Linked DNA regions of Mus musculus: all the other regions are linked to region 3. Evidence: chromatin contacts called from public HiChIP or PLAC-seq and Micro-C data. All regions are on one chromosome and are shown on one strand. The core of a region is the stretch at or near the end of the contact, and the rest is flanking DNA. Distances in the headings are between cores, read along the strand shown. Region 1 has its middle 29 kb from the start of Otud4. Region 2 holds the start of Pou4f2 (POU domain, class 4, transcription factor 2). Region 3 holds the start of Zfp827 (zinc finger protein 827). Region 4 has its middle 94 kb from the start of Otud4.

Region 1 (3,334 bases), core at 584-3,083, 580 kb before region 3:
AACTCTCTCCTATTTAAAACGTGGAGTGGGAAGGCTTTTAATCCTGAGATTTTACTCTTGCCACCTAGGAACAATAATTTGAGGCTTTCTAAGTAAGTAGGGGTTGTCATGGAGACCAAAGGAAACCTTTCTGAGGTCTCTTTCTGCATGGAGCACATCACTCTAAAAATGATGTGAAGTTCCAAGGATGCTGAGATGCGTTTAGGGACTCTTGGACTTGCTGAGTGAGCCGCAAGTCTTCAGAGTTCCTGTGCCTTCAGAAAGGAATGTGCAGACATATTGTCTGTTCAGGAATAAAATGGTTTAGCTTCTGTTGAGAAGAATTTATGAATCATCATCAAACTTACAGATAAACATGACTTGGCAAGTTTTTTTTAGAGTTTATACTCCGCCCCCACAGACTTCATTCTATAGAAATGTATAGCAAATACCCACTCGCACACAAACAGAAACTATGTGACGTGTACATGGGGTTATTTTGTTGTTATATTATTTGTAATGGCGAAACCTTACGTTTTTAAATATTTTTTTTACCATTATTTGTTTATTTGTTTATGTGTGTACAATGTGCCATGGTACACGTGTGGAGGTCAGAGGACAATCCACAAGGGTTGCTTCTCTTCTTCCACTTTGTGCATTCTGAGGATCAAACTCAGGTTTTCAGGTGTGATAGCTTGATGGTAGTCATCTTGATACATCTTGGGAGAGGCAACATCAACTGAGGAATTGCTTCTATCAGATGGGCCCATAGGAATGGTTATGGGCGTTCTCTTAATTGTTAATTGGTGTAGGAGAACTGAATCCACTATGGGTGGCACCATTCCTAGGCAGGTGTGCCAGGTCTATATAAGACAGATAAACACGGGGAGCAAGTTAGTACGTGGCATTCCCGTGTCTCCACTCCACTCCTTGCCTTGCCTTCCTGTCTTGGCTCCCCAGGATGATGAATTGTACCCTTTAAGCCAAATAAATACTTTCTGGCATCAAGTTGGTATTGGTCAGTGCTTTATCATAGCAATAGAAAAACAAGCTAGGACACCAGGATGGGTGGTGAGCCCCTTTATCTACTGGATCATCCTGCTGGCCTCATGTCTTAGTTACTTTCTCTTCCTGTGAAGAGACACCGTTACCAAGGTAACTTATAAAAGGAAGCACTTAGTTGGGTCTTGCTTATGGCTTCAGAGGGTCAGTCTATTATCATCACGACAGAAAGCATGGCCAGCCAGCAGGCATGCATGGTGCTAAAGCAGTAACCGAGAGCTTACATCTTAGCCACAGGAAGCAGGCAGAGAGACAGAGACAGACAGACAGACAGACAGACAGACAACACGTGAGCCTTGTGTGGACTTTTGAAACCTCCAAAATCACCCTCAGTGATACTGCTCCTTCAAGGCCACACTTCCTAATCCTAAAGAGTCTACCAACCAGGGACCAACCAAACACTCAAATATTTAAGCTTATGGAGGCCATTCTCATTCAAACTATCTTCCTTCCTTCCTTCCTTCCTTCCTTCCTTCCTTCCTCCCTCCCTCCCTCCCTCCCTCCCTTCCTTCTTTTCCTTTTTCTTAGAGACAGCATTTTTTTCTGTGTAGCCCTGGCTGTCCTGGAACTCTCTTTGTAGACCAGGCTGGCCTCGAACTCAGAGACCCACCTGGCTCTGCCTCCTCAGTGCCAGGATTAAAGGCAGGCCACCACCACCCAGTCCAATTTCTATTAATAAGATTAAATAAAATATGCAATACTGCGGCTGTTTTGATGTATAAGGAATGCTGTGTCCATAGTGAAAGCAGAAGTATAGGGTGATGTGCACTGTATCCATGGAAGGATTCCCTGTCCAGTGCTCACAGTTTACCTCGTGTGGAATAATGGAAGAGTACAACAGCTGTTTAAGGCTGAGAGGGGCTTCTTTCATTGTTCATGTTTTACTGTATGCTTCTTAGTATTTTAGAATTTTGAGTCATGTACATGTGCTATTAAAACAAAATAAAATATAATAAAAGTCTGCTCTGGACATGGGGCTGCACCCTGCTCTAAGGTACTTCATATTGAATCAAACAGGGACTTCAGGCTGTGCCCTGCCCTGGGTGACTCACTCCATATTACAATTTGTAGAGGGCACAGGGGAAAGCAGGAATGTTAAGTACTCAGACTTGTATCATCAACAGAAGAGATGTGTTTACCTGTTTTCTACCCAGAAGGCTGGGAGCAGATATTATTAATAGCCTGGTGATCTGTGCTATTTGTGGGACCAAACCACAACCAAATCCCCCAGACTATTATGTTTATTCCAGACTCTCTCTCCCTAGACCTTGATCTCTAGCTTTGCTTCTCAGTCAATAGCACCGTCTTTAGGGGAGATGTTACGTGTACTTTGTAGCCTGGCGACCTCTAACTATCTGGATGATGGAGACCACACCAGATTTTAGGACCTTAAACTATAGAATGGGAGAGGTTACATGTACTCTGCAACAGAGTATTGGCACAGTCATGCCTTAAGCTTATTGTACATATGGGATTGAGATAATGTTACCAGGAAACTTTACCCCCAAATTGGGCTGCACTTAAATGTGCCTGAAAATATGTCTAAAAGAACTGCCTGCCTGGTTTTGGACTCTAGAAGTTTGAGCCAACACCCAATAACTAAGTCATGCTGAATTGGATTTCCTTCTTTCCTCACATGGATCGATACTCTGACAGCCAAAGCATTTGCAGGGACCGCCACAACAAATTGGCAATTGGCTCCAGTATACACACAAATGCAAGTTACTTTGAACCAGAAACTTGCTGGTCTTCAGCATCAAATTAGGTTCTATTTAATATCTTACCTAACTGTTGGGAGCCGCCCTCACATTTGCCATTACAAGATGGCGCTGACAGCTGTGTTCTAAGTGGTAAACATAATCTGCACACGTGCAGGGGCAGTTTTCCCGCCATGTGTTCTGCCTTTCCCGTGATGACAACTGGGCCGATGGGCTGCAGCCAATCAGGGAGTAATACGTCCTAGGCGGAGGATAATTCTCCTTAAAAGGGACGGGGTTTTGCCATTTTTTTTCTCTCTCTTGTTCTTGCTTTTTCTCTCTCTTTTCTTGCTTTCTTGTTCTTTTTCTTGCTCTTGCTCTCTTGCTCTCTGGCTCCTGAAGATGTAAGCAATAAAGCTTTTGCCGCAGAAGATTCTGGTTTGCTGCGTTCTTCCTGGCCGGTTGCGCGAACGCGGGTAAGACCTAACCACCTTCAGTGCCTCTCTTTGTATCCAAATATCAGTTCTGCCTCCAGTAAGGATTCTTTGAATAATGACAACAAAAATCATACCCATGTATGTATGTTTATATGTGTG
Region 2 (3,383 bases), core at 874-3,373, 590 kb after region 3:
TGTACTTCTTTCAAAGCGCTGTTCACACTATAATTAAATGATACTCAAGCTTTTAACTTTGATTTATTTCATTTCGTGAAGCTTGAGACAGTGAGAACTGCACAATGTTATTTTTTTTTTATTTCCTTGAAAATTACCTTGGCTGTTGAGGTAGAAATTAAACACCTAAGCACTTACTTGAACAGTCTTGCACACAGCCACGTTCTTTCATGTCAACACCCCCCTCTCCGAGTCCTTGCCCAGGCTTCTTAGGGCTCTCAGTGGAGAACATGGCTCGTAGGAATCCCCTTTGGCTACTGTTTATTATTTTCCTTTACGCAGGGGAAGAGAAAGGCGGGCTCCAGACTGGCAAAGCAGCAGAGATTTAAGCACCACGGACAGATCCCATCGCGTTGTCAAAGCAGAGGCTTTGGGGTGGGGGGGGGGGGGGAGTATTCCGACGACAGCTTTCCTAACTTGAACCTGCCAGCCCCGGCCTGGATGAGGTCAGGGGAGGATCCACGGTTTCCTGTTCGCCGCTACCGCCGCAGGGCTTCCGGGTGCTGACTCCCAGAGGGCTCCCCTTTCCACGCTTGCCCTCCACTTTGTTTTTGTCCTAGCTCGCGCCAGTGCCTCTTAGGCCTTCTGCTTGCTCTCACACCTGCTGGCCCTCCCAAGCTCCCAGGGCCTGCACCTGTTCCGGATCACCCCTGTCCCGGACCAGCCACCCGCAGGTCCTCATCGGTATATGCACCTAGTGTCTTTCCGCGCTCTGGAAGGCGAGGGTAGCCCCAAGTGCCGCAGGACGGAGGGGAAGGATGGGAAGGAGAGGAAATAGGTTGTGTTTGGGGGGGTTGGGGCTGGGGAGTGGGCCACACTGTCTGCTTTTGAACTGGAACTCAGAATGTGTGTTCACTTCCAGGAAAGTGGTTTGCACTAGCACAAAAGTGGGAGCAAAGTGTAAGCAAAAAATAGTCTCTGCACACAGTGACTGTAGAAATGAAGATAAGTGGGACTTACGCCAGTCTGAGTGTGTGTGTTTGTGTGAGTGTGTGTGCACGCGCGTTTGAGTGAGTGAGTGAGTGTGTGTGTGTGTACGTGTACACGGTGTTAGTGGCATTCGGCAGCACATGCGCTCTGTATTTCTGGCCCTTCTCGTCCTGTCAGTTGCTCCTTTCCCTTTGATTGTAGCTAATGAAGAATAATACATCCCAGAGTCAGGGTTTGCCAGGAGATCCTCCCAAGTCCCAGCTCACCCTGTACTGGACATAGGGAGGAGGTGGAAAAAGAGAAGGGGGTGGGAGGAGAGGAATCTGTACATGTGTTAGAGGGTGATATGCTCATAAAGGGGGGAGTCGCATGCGCATAGAGGACACTAACGGGCTGTGTGGCTGTCCAATCCGCTGAGAGCTGAGGGAAATCGAGGGAGAGGAAGCCCTGCAGCCGGGCAGACCCACGTCTTTCTGCACTAGGCACCCGCCGGGCGGTGGGATGCAAAGCCCGGGGCTGACCTCAGCACGCATCAAGGCGGGAGCTCAGAGCAGAGCAGAGGACCCGGGTCGCCGCAGCGTCTAGATCCTCATCCAGGGGAATCAGGGTCACTGGAGCTGACGGGAGGGGAGGGCCCCTGAAACTTAGTGGTAAGCAGAGGGCAGGAGAGCAGGTGGCCAGGTAAGGTGCACCTCACAGTTCAGGGCTAGTCGCTTCCAAGATTGGCTTGGAACGCAACTTTTAGGGGGAGTTTTTTTTTTTTTTTTCCCGAGGGAGGCGGGAAGATCTGGAGACTGTCATTTAGGTGACTGGCACTGCCGGGTGGGGGTGGCCCGAAGCACCGACCTGGCTAGTTGGGTGGGGTTGAGCTGGGGCGCGATTAGAATCAGGAGTTGCAGGCGCGGCGTAGGAGTGGTAACAGCAGAGCGCCTGCCGGGGCAGGGAAGGCTGCGGGTCCCGTGGCAGAGAGAGAGGGGCGGGTGCAGGGAGAACTGAAAGGACCGGAGCCTGCGGGGAGCCAGGGCGGGGAGAAACCCACCCAGAGCAGTGCGTCCTGGCAGGAGAGGGCGGGGGAGGGAAGGAGGGGGAGGGCGGGCGGGGGTCAGGCGCGGGAAGAGGGGACTATAACTCCACCGCCTCGATGAGCTGGGGCACTTTGGGGTGCTGAGGTCTGAAGCCAGAGCCACCCGGAGCAGGGCAACCTCTCGGGCAGACCTAGCGGGAGACACAGGAGCGGAGCTAGCGGCCACACTGGGAGAACCGGGCCTGGAAGCAGTGGCGGCTGAGCACAACTTTGCAGTGTTGTTCCCTCTGCTGCTCCGGCCGGGTACTTCTCCGGAGGGTCGGGTAGCTGGGACCGGAGTGCGCCAGCGACGAGCGCGCCGCGCAAGGAAAGATGATGATGATGTCCCTGAACAGCAAGCAGGCGTTCAGCATGCCTCACGCAGGCAGCCTGCACGTGGAGCCCAAGTACTCGGCGCTACACAGTGCCTCCCCGGGCTCCTCTGCGCCCGCGGCGCCCTCGGCCAGTTCCCCTAGCAGCTCCAGCAACGCTGGCGGCGGCGGCGGTGGCGGCGGAGGCGGAGGCGGCGGCGGCCGGAGCAGCAGTTCCAGCAGCAGTGGCAGCGGCGGCAGCGGCGGCGGCGGGGGCTCGGAGGCGATGCGGAGAGCTTGTCTTCCAACCCCACCGGTGCGTATGTCTGCATAATCACCGCTTAAAGGCACATTTTGACAGCCTCCTTTATCTGCTTGATGTTTTTTTCATGTCTGCACAGCAAATCACCCCACACCTCCAACCAATCCCCCCTCTCTTAAGTATTCAACGGGTCTTGCCTTTCATATTAATTTTTATGACCTGGGATGCTGCCTGTGCGCGTGTTGTGTTGTGTTGTGTTGTGTTGTCTGTGGCTCACTTTTCCTCCCCCTGCACATTGGCTTCTCGCGCAGGCTTCCCCTCTCTTCTCGCTGCCGAGTTTCAGGATCACTGTCATTATTATTATTTTAACGTTCTGGGAATGCTGTAGGCACGGTGGCGGTGGCGAGCCCTGGGCCGGGGGCTTCCGGAGAGAGCGCTCACAATTCCCTGCTGAGCGTAATGTGTGCCTTCTACTTACAATTGCAGAGCAATATATTCGGCGGGCTGGATGAGAGTCTGCTGGCCCGTGCCGAGGCTCTGGCCGCCGTGGACATCGTCTCCCAGAGTAAGAGCCACCACCACCATCCGCCCCACCACAGCCCCTTCAAGCCGGACGCCACTTACCACACCATGAACACCATCCCGTGCACGTCGGCAGCCTCCTCTTCTTCTGTGCCCATCTCGCACCCGTCCGCTCTGGCTGGCACCCATCACCACCACCACCACCACCATCACCACCATCACCAGCCGCACCAGGCGCTGGAGGGCGAGCTGCTTG
Region 3 (3,151 bases), core at 414-2,913:
CGCCAAGCCGCCCCGGAGAGGGGAGCTGAGCAGGGGGGGGGCGGGAGGGGGGAAGAGGAGAAACTGACCCTCCGTCTCCCCCGACCCCTCCCTCCGGCGCCTCCCGCGTCCCCTCCTCCCGCCACCCCGCCCCACGCCTTCTCCCCTGCCCCCTCTCCCCTGCATTCAAGGAGCCCGGCGGCCCCGGGGGGGATATTTTTAGTTGCTTCTTTCTCCTTCACTTTTAGCTTCAGCAGCATCTCGGAACACTCCGAGCGGAGAGCTTGTGGGGGGACGAGGGGGGAGCCCGAGAGGGAGTGGGGGAAAAGTTAAGAGTCTCGCAAAGAAAAGCGGGAGGGCGGCGCGGAGGGACCCGAGGCGCGGGTGGAGGAGGGGACGGGGACCCGGCCGCGCAGCCCGGCGCGAGTCTCCAGTTGGCGTGTGTGGCTAGGGCCAGGAGGGCTGGGATGCACTTTAGTCACGGACTCTGCTCGGGCTGGCGGGGCAGGGGGGTCTGCGAGCCCGCGTCGCCCCGGCTCTGTCTGCTCCGCCTGACCCCGCATTTTATTGCGGCCGGGAGCCCTGCTCCGCCCTCCCCTCGGCTCTGCAGGGACCTCGCGCGCCGCGCGCCGCCCTGGCTGCCTCGCCTCAGCCTCGGCGCGGCTCCCGCACCCCACATCCGCTCGGCTGCCCGGCCTCGCCCCCCGATCGGCCACCCGCGCCCCCCGGCGCCCCCACACCCTCCTCGACCGCCCCTGCCTTCCCCTCCGCCACCGCCTCCACCTCCGCCTCCAGCTCCAGCTGCCCGCGGCTCCGGGGCCGACCCACCCCGGCGCAACCTTTAGCCGGAGACCGACCTCTCCGGTCCCCAGCCCGGCGGGCGGCCGCGCGCCCTCGCCCCGACACCCCCAATCGCCATGTCACGGCCTCGGCCCTGCGCGCGCCCCAACCCCGCACCCTTGTGCACCGGGATCCACACGGAATTTCTTTTTTTTTTCCAAGATTGCAACCTCTCCCACCTCCCCCCACCCGCGACAAAAACCCGGCATCCACACTACTCCCCTCCTCCCTCCTCTCGCCCCCTCCCCCGCAAACCGGAGTGAGGAGGGGGAGGGAAAGGGGGGAAAAGCCCGATCCCAAGGAAAAAAAAGAGGGGGTCGAGAGAAAGAAAGAAAAAGAGAGAGAGAATAGAAAGGGCACGGGGCTGATCATCACCAACATGGCTGCCTCGGCATAGACCTAAACGAGGAGTAACCCGGGCTGTGTCTTTGTCAGTTTCACCTCTGTAACCCTAAACTAATGCAGAAAACAACGGCGGAGGCTGCGGAGGGGAAAGAGGAGAGGGAGGGCGAGAAAATGGCACGAGAGGAGGTGGAGAAGGGATGACTTACGTGAGGGAAGGCGCTTGGGCTGCTCCTGCTTCCTCCTGGGCATTTTCCCCCTTTTCTCACATTCTCCTCCTTGGTTAATGTGAGATCAAATAAACCCCCGTGGGGGCAGACAGGCAGACACTGGCAGGAGCGGGGAGGTAGTTGGGGGGCGGGCAGGGGGAAACCCCTTCTCTCCGGTGTGTGCAATGGGTTGAAGCTTGTTTCCTGGAGCCAGAAGAGGGGTTTTCTTCTTTCCTTTCTTTCTTTCTTTCTTTCTTTTTTTTTCCTTTTTTTTTTTTTTTTTTAATTTTTTGGTCGTGCACCTGGCTTGTCCCCGAGCGTAATATTCTTCAATGGAAACGGATCTAATAGGTGTGAGTGTGTGTGTGTCCTGTGCTCGCGTGTGATGGGAGGTATAAATAAATGAGCGCCGGTGCGGCGGTGTCTATGGCCGCGCGCTGTGTCTCCGAGCCCCTAACACTAATGTCGGGATCAAAGGGCAGCGGCGGCGGCAGCACAGCTCGCAGCTCGCTCTCTCGCTCTCCTCTCGCGCTCTCTCTCTGTCACACACACACACTCACACACACACACAGAGGCACAGACTGAGGGAAAGAGCGAGAGCTAGACACACGCGCGCGCGCATACACACACACACACACACACACACACACACACATACACACACTCAGCAAAGAGGAAGGTGCCCTAAGGCTCTCAGGGCGGACTCAGCCTAGCATTTACAACTGCTCTGTCTGGAAAGCATGGGGGGCGCGCGTGCGGGGGTGGGATGGACTTCTTCGAATTTATCCCGCTAGTCGCCCAATCAAGGGGGGTGGTGGAAAAGTGCCCCCCCCCGCTCTTGAAACATTATTTTACAGATTTTTTTTTAAGGAAATAGGTTGCACTAACCACTTTCTTTTGTGTATTAAACTACGTTTGGTTCTGTATAAAATTCCCCAGGCTTTTGTAACTGAAAGACTGACTCTCTCACCCCATCACCTTGAGTCTGGACGTTACAGACTCTCACATACTCCCTTAAAACAGCCTAATGGAAATAAATCTTTTTTAAAAAAAAAAAAAATGAAAAGATAGCATAGGGTGGGATCAGTGGATGGGTGGCATGGATACCCAATTTTAGAGGGTCCGGTGGAGTTAACACTTGAAAATTCAGCCAAAACTAAAATTACAGGTTCTTGATAAAGAGGGAAAATAAGATTAGGTCACCCCCCGCCCCCCAGGGTTGACTCAACTGCCACGGGTCTATTCCTACAGTGCACACAGTGATCTTGACTTCTGTGATTCACTCCCTGCCTCCCCCCCCACCTCCCCAGAACACAGGTAACTGAGCCTTACCCTGAAGCAATTCTAGTGTGTAGTTTGAGCTCATACAGCAGTCTTCATTAAGCCATATACTTTCATTACTTTAGAAATCACACATCTTGCTTCAAAGAGACACATAAAGAGGGAAAACAGAAAAGGATGCGTCGCCTCACAAAAGGTACTCAGTGAAGGGAACGGGTCTCTCTCTCTCTCTCTGACTGTAAGCCATGTGGATACAAGTTCACTGGGAGGTTGTTAATGATTTAAAACTCCAAAATCTGCTACTATAATTGAAGTAAAAAAAAAAAAAAATTTGGTCTGAAGAAGAGCTGTTTCATAAAACTCTTTGTAAGGGGAAACTTTGAACTTGGTGGAATACATTATATGTCATGAGTCAGAGCTAAAAAATAAAAAGGTGCATTATTTAAACATCTTCCCTTTTGAGGTTTAAAAAATCGACTCATCATCTTATTATGTTAAAT
Region 4 (3,051 bases), core at 33-2,532, 520 kb before region 3:
ACATACAAAGTTACCTTGAAGTCCTAATCTTGGGTCCCTATGACCGTGACATTTCTTTAGAAATAGGGTACTATATCACATGTAAGCTACATAGGGTAAGGTCAGAAAGGTCAGAAATCCAGTGTAACTGGTGTTCTCCTTCCTTCCTTCCTTCTTTCCTTCCTTCCTTCCTTCCTTCCTTCCTTCCTTCCTTCCTTCCTTCCTTCCTTCTTTCCTCCTTCCTCCCTCCCTCCCTCCCTCCCTCCCCTCCCTCCCTCCCTCCCTCCTTCCCTCCCTTCCTTTTTTTTCTTTCTTTATATCTGGATTTTTGAGACAGGGTTTCTCTGTGTAGCCCTGGCTGTCCTGGAATACACTCTGTAGACCAGGATGGCATCAAACTCACAGAGATCCACCTGCCTTTGCCTCCTGAGTGCTGGAATTAAGGCATGCACCACCACTGCCTGGCTTATTTTTGTGTTTGGAAAGGGTCTCATGTACCCTAGGTGGGTCTTGGTCTTGAATTTACCATGTAGCCAAGGATGGCCTTGAACTCATGATTCTCCTGCCTCTACTTTCAAGGATTAAATTTCCAATGTCAGTACACCTGGCTTATGTAATGCTGGAGATCAAACCCAAGGTCTTGTGTATGACAGGCTAGCATTCCAGTAACTGGGTCACTTTCCTAACCAGGAATGGTGGTGGGTTTTTTTGTTTGTTTGTTTTTTGTTTTTTGTTTTTTGTTTTTTGTTTTTTGTTTTTTGTTTTTGTTTTTGTTTTGAGACAGGGTTTCTCTGTATAGGCCTGGTTGTCCTAGAACTCACTTTGTAGACCAGGCTGGCCTCGAATTCAGAAATCTACCTGCTTCTGCCTCCCGAGTGCTGGGATTAAAGGCATGAGCCACCACACCCAGCTAGGAATGGTGGTTTTTAAGATGAAAATTAGAAGCAGAGAAGAAGACTACTGTCTGCACTTGGAGGCAGAGGCTGTGTGACAAATCACAGAACACTGGAGATTTTCTTACTGTTGTGATAAAGCCCAGTGACCAAGGCTGTTGTATGCCGGCCTGCGGCTTACAAGGACCGGGTACACCAGGGAGGCAGGCTGGGGCTGAAAGAGACTTAGATGGCGAAAGATTAATGGAGCCAAGACATGTTTCTGTTCAAGGCCCTCCATTTACTAAGAGAGTCTATTTATAAAAGGGGAAGCCCCCCCCCCCCCAGTCCATTCTTGGTGTCTGGAGCCAGCCTATAGGTCAAGTGCAGAATAGGATGTTCCTCCGGAATGTAGGAATGTATCAGGTGCTTCTCAGCAGGTAGCAGTGTCTTGGAGAGAGCAGTGGCAGGTGGCAGAACAAAAGAGCCCTCTAGGTCGGAAGGCTCCACCTTAGGTAATTTCCTTCACAGTGGCAGCAAGGTCAAAGTCTGGATCAGCCTACTTCAGGGCTGAGGGAGGCTACACAAGGCACTCCTAAAAGTGTTTAGTTGGGCTTGTGGTTCCAGTAGGTTAGAGTTGATGGTAGCTGAGTGAAAGCATGGTGGCGAATGACTGCAGTGCTGCTGAGAGACCAACGGGTAAAACCTCAAGTCTTAGGAGGGGACTAACTGGAAATGGCATGAGTGTTCTGAAATCTCAGTCTGTGCCCACTGACAAGCCTTCTCCAATAAGGCCACACCTCCCAATCCTTCCTGAACATTTCTATCCACTGGGACCAAATACTCAAACCTATGGGTCTATAAATGGCCATTCCCATTCAAACCACCATGGGGGCAAGGATGGGCCTGAGAATGGAGGTAGCACAGTAAGCCATCCAGCTTTGGGGTGTTCTGACAGCAGCTGCTGGAAACTAATAGAGCAACTCAGGCCCTTGCACTTTCCTGTGGAGTCAGCTCTTTGCCTTGGAATCTCAGAACAGCTATGTCATTTCTCACATCTGTCTAGGATTCAGGAGGCAGCACAGAAAGACCAGGGAGTTCAGGTGCCTGTCAGAGGCACCCTCGTTCTTGCTTTGCCACTAAAAGCTTGCTTACACTGGGTTTAAAGAGAATAGAAAACATCTCAACTTAATATTACACTGCATTTTCTTTCTTTAACAGATCTTACTTTATTTACTTATTTAAATTACACTGTGTGTGTGTGTGTGTGTGTGTGTGTGTGTGTGTGTGTGTGTGTGTGTGTGTGTGAGTGCACATGCATGCGCTCACATGTGCCATGGGATGCTGAGGCCAGAGGACAACTTGGAGTTGGTTCTCTCTTTCTCCTGTGTGGTTCCTAGGGGTTGAACTACAGTCCTCAAGCTTGGCAGTAAATGCCTTTATCCAATGAGCCATCTTACTGATCCACATTGCTTTTCTTTTCTTTCTCCCTCCATCCCCAAGACAGAGTTTCTCTATGTAGCCCTGGCTGTCCTGGAACTCATTCTGTAGAATGCTGGCCTTGAATTTAGAGATCTGCCTGCCTCTTCCTCCTGAGTGCTGGGATTAAAGGTGTCTGCCACCATGCACAGCTTCAGAGTAGTTTTAAGTTCACTACAAAATTAAACAGAAAGTAATAATTTTCCATACACTTCCTATCCTTATACACCCAGCCCCATCTCTCCCACTACTAACATCCTATAGCAGATAGTATATGATCAAATACACACCCCATAGCACGTGATGGAGGTTTCACTGCACACCGCCATCACCTACAACCCAGAGTTTACACTTGAGTTCACACTCACTGTTGCACCTCACATAGGTTTTGCTGAGTGTGCATTGATGTGTCTGCCACTGTAATATTTATTATACAGTCAGTCTCCTAGTCTCCAGTATGTGTACTTCACAGCCATCTCTCCTGCCTCTGCTCCTCACAACCACTGATGTCTTCATTCTCTCCATAGTTTTTTTTTCTTTTCCAATATGTCAGAAGTTGGAACCATATGTCACACTGTCTTTACATAACGATGTGCTTTGAAGGGGTGAAGGTATATATGTATTGATGTAAATTAGTTGGATTTTATGATTGCTTCCATGTTTGAGCAATTGTGAAAAAAATACTTTGAGAAACACCTGTGTTCAGAGTTTGAGTGGACAT

Evidence for each region. Hi-C and Micro-C count contacts between places; a contact is called where the count stands out from the background. HiChIP or PLAC-seq counts read pairs in DNA pulled down with a chosen protein or histone mark.
Region 1: a contact with region 3 is called in a FOXA1 HiChIP or PLAC-seq map of pancreatic cancer cells. The contact joins the enhancer-like site here to the promoter of Zfp827 in region 3. A contact is called at or near these places in 7 of 39 promoter capture datasets (3T3-L1-derived adipocytes, cranial neural crest, embryonic stem cells and 4 more), 5 of 484 Hi-C or Micro-C datasets (brown adipocytes, cerebellum, cerebral cortex and 2 more) and 11 of 115 datasets of contacts at active chromatin or transcription factors (the NIH/3T3 cell line, cardiomyocytes, embryonic forebrain and 8 more).
Region 2: a contact with region 3 is called in a Micro-C map of embryonic stem cells, with 5 times the contacts expected there. The contact joins the promoter of Pou4f2 here to the promoter of Zfp827 in region 3. A contact is called at or near these places in 1 of 39 promoter capture datasets (embryonic stem cells), 3 of 484 Hi-C or Micro-C datasets (all in embryonic stem cells) and 3 of 115 datasets of contacts at active chromatin or transcription factors (astrocytes, embryonic limb bud and embryonic stem cells).
Region 4: a contact with region 3 is called in a Micro-C map of embryonic stem cells, with 5 times the contacts expected there. The contact joins the enhancer-like site here to the promoter of Zfp827 in region 3. A contact is called at or near these places in 1 of 484 Hi-C or Micro-C datasets (embryonic stem cells) and 5 of 115 datasets of contacts at active chromatin or transcription factors (craniofacial prominence, embryonic limb bud, embryonic stem cells and 1 more).

What each region holds. Positions count from the first base shown.
Region 1 is chr8:79,609,235-79,612,568 of GRCm38.p6, reverse strand. No RefSeq gene overlaps it. Among named protein-coding and RNA genes, the nearest start is that of Otud4, 29 kb to the left of the region's middle. Within about 2 kb of position 1,833, at least 7 of the 459 cell types and tissues checked have an H3K27ac peak or open chromatin away from gene starts, as enhancers often do. A contact at or near this core is called in pancreatic cancer cells, where this site is marked.
Region 2 is chr8:78,435,387-78,438,769 of GRCm38.p6, reverse strand. Pou4f2 (POU domain, class 4, transcription factor 2) reads left to right here and starts at 2,123. Exons shown (of 2, transcript NM_138944.3): 1 at 2,123-2,659; 2 at 3,092-3,383. The coding sequence starts at 2,366.
Region 3 is chr8:79,026,949-79,030,099 of GRCm38.p6, reverse strand. Zfp827 (zinc finger protein 827) reads right to left here and starts at 1,663. Exons shown (of 15, transcript NM_178267.3): 1 at 1,371-1,663. The coding sequence starts at 1,413.
Region 4 is chr8:79,544,407-79,547,457 of GRCm38.p6, reverse strand. No RefSeq gene overlaps it. Among named protein-coding and RNA genes, the nearest start is that of Otud4, 94 kb to the left of the region's middle. Within about 2 kb of position 1,282, at least 8 of the 459 cell types and tissues checked have an H3K27ac peak or open chromatin away from gene starts, as enhancers often do. A contact at or near this core is called in embryonic stem cells, where this site is marked.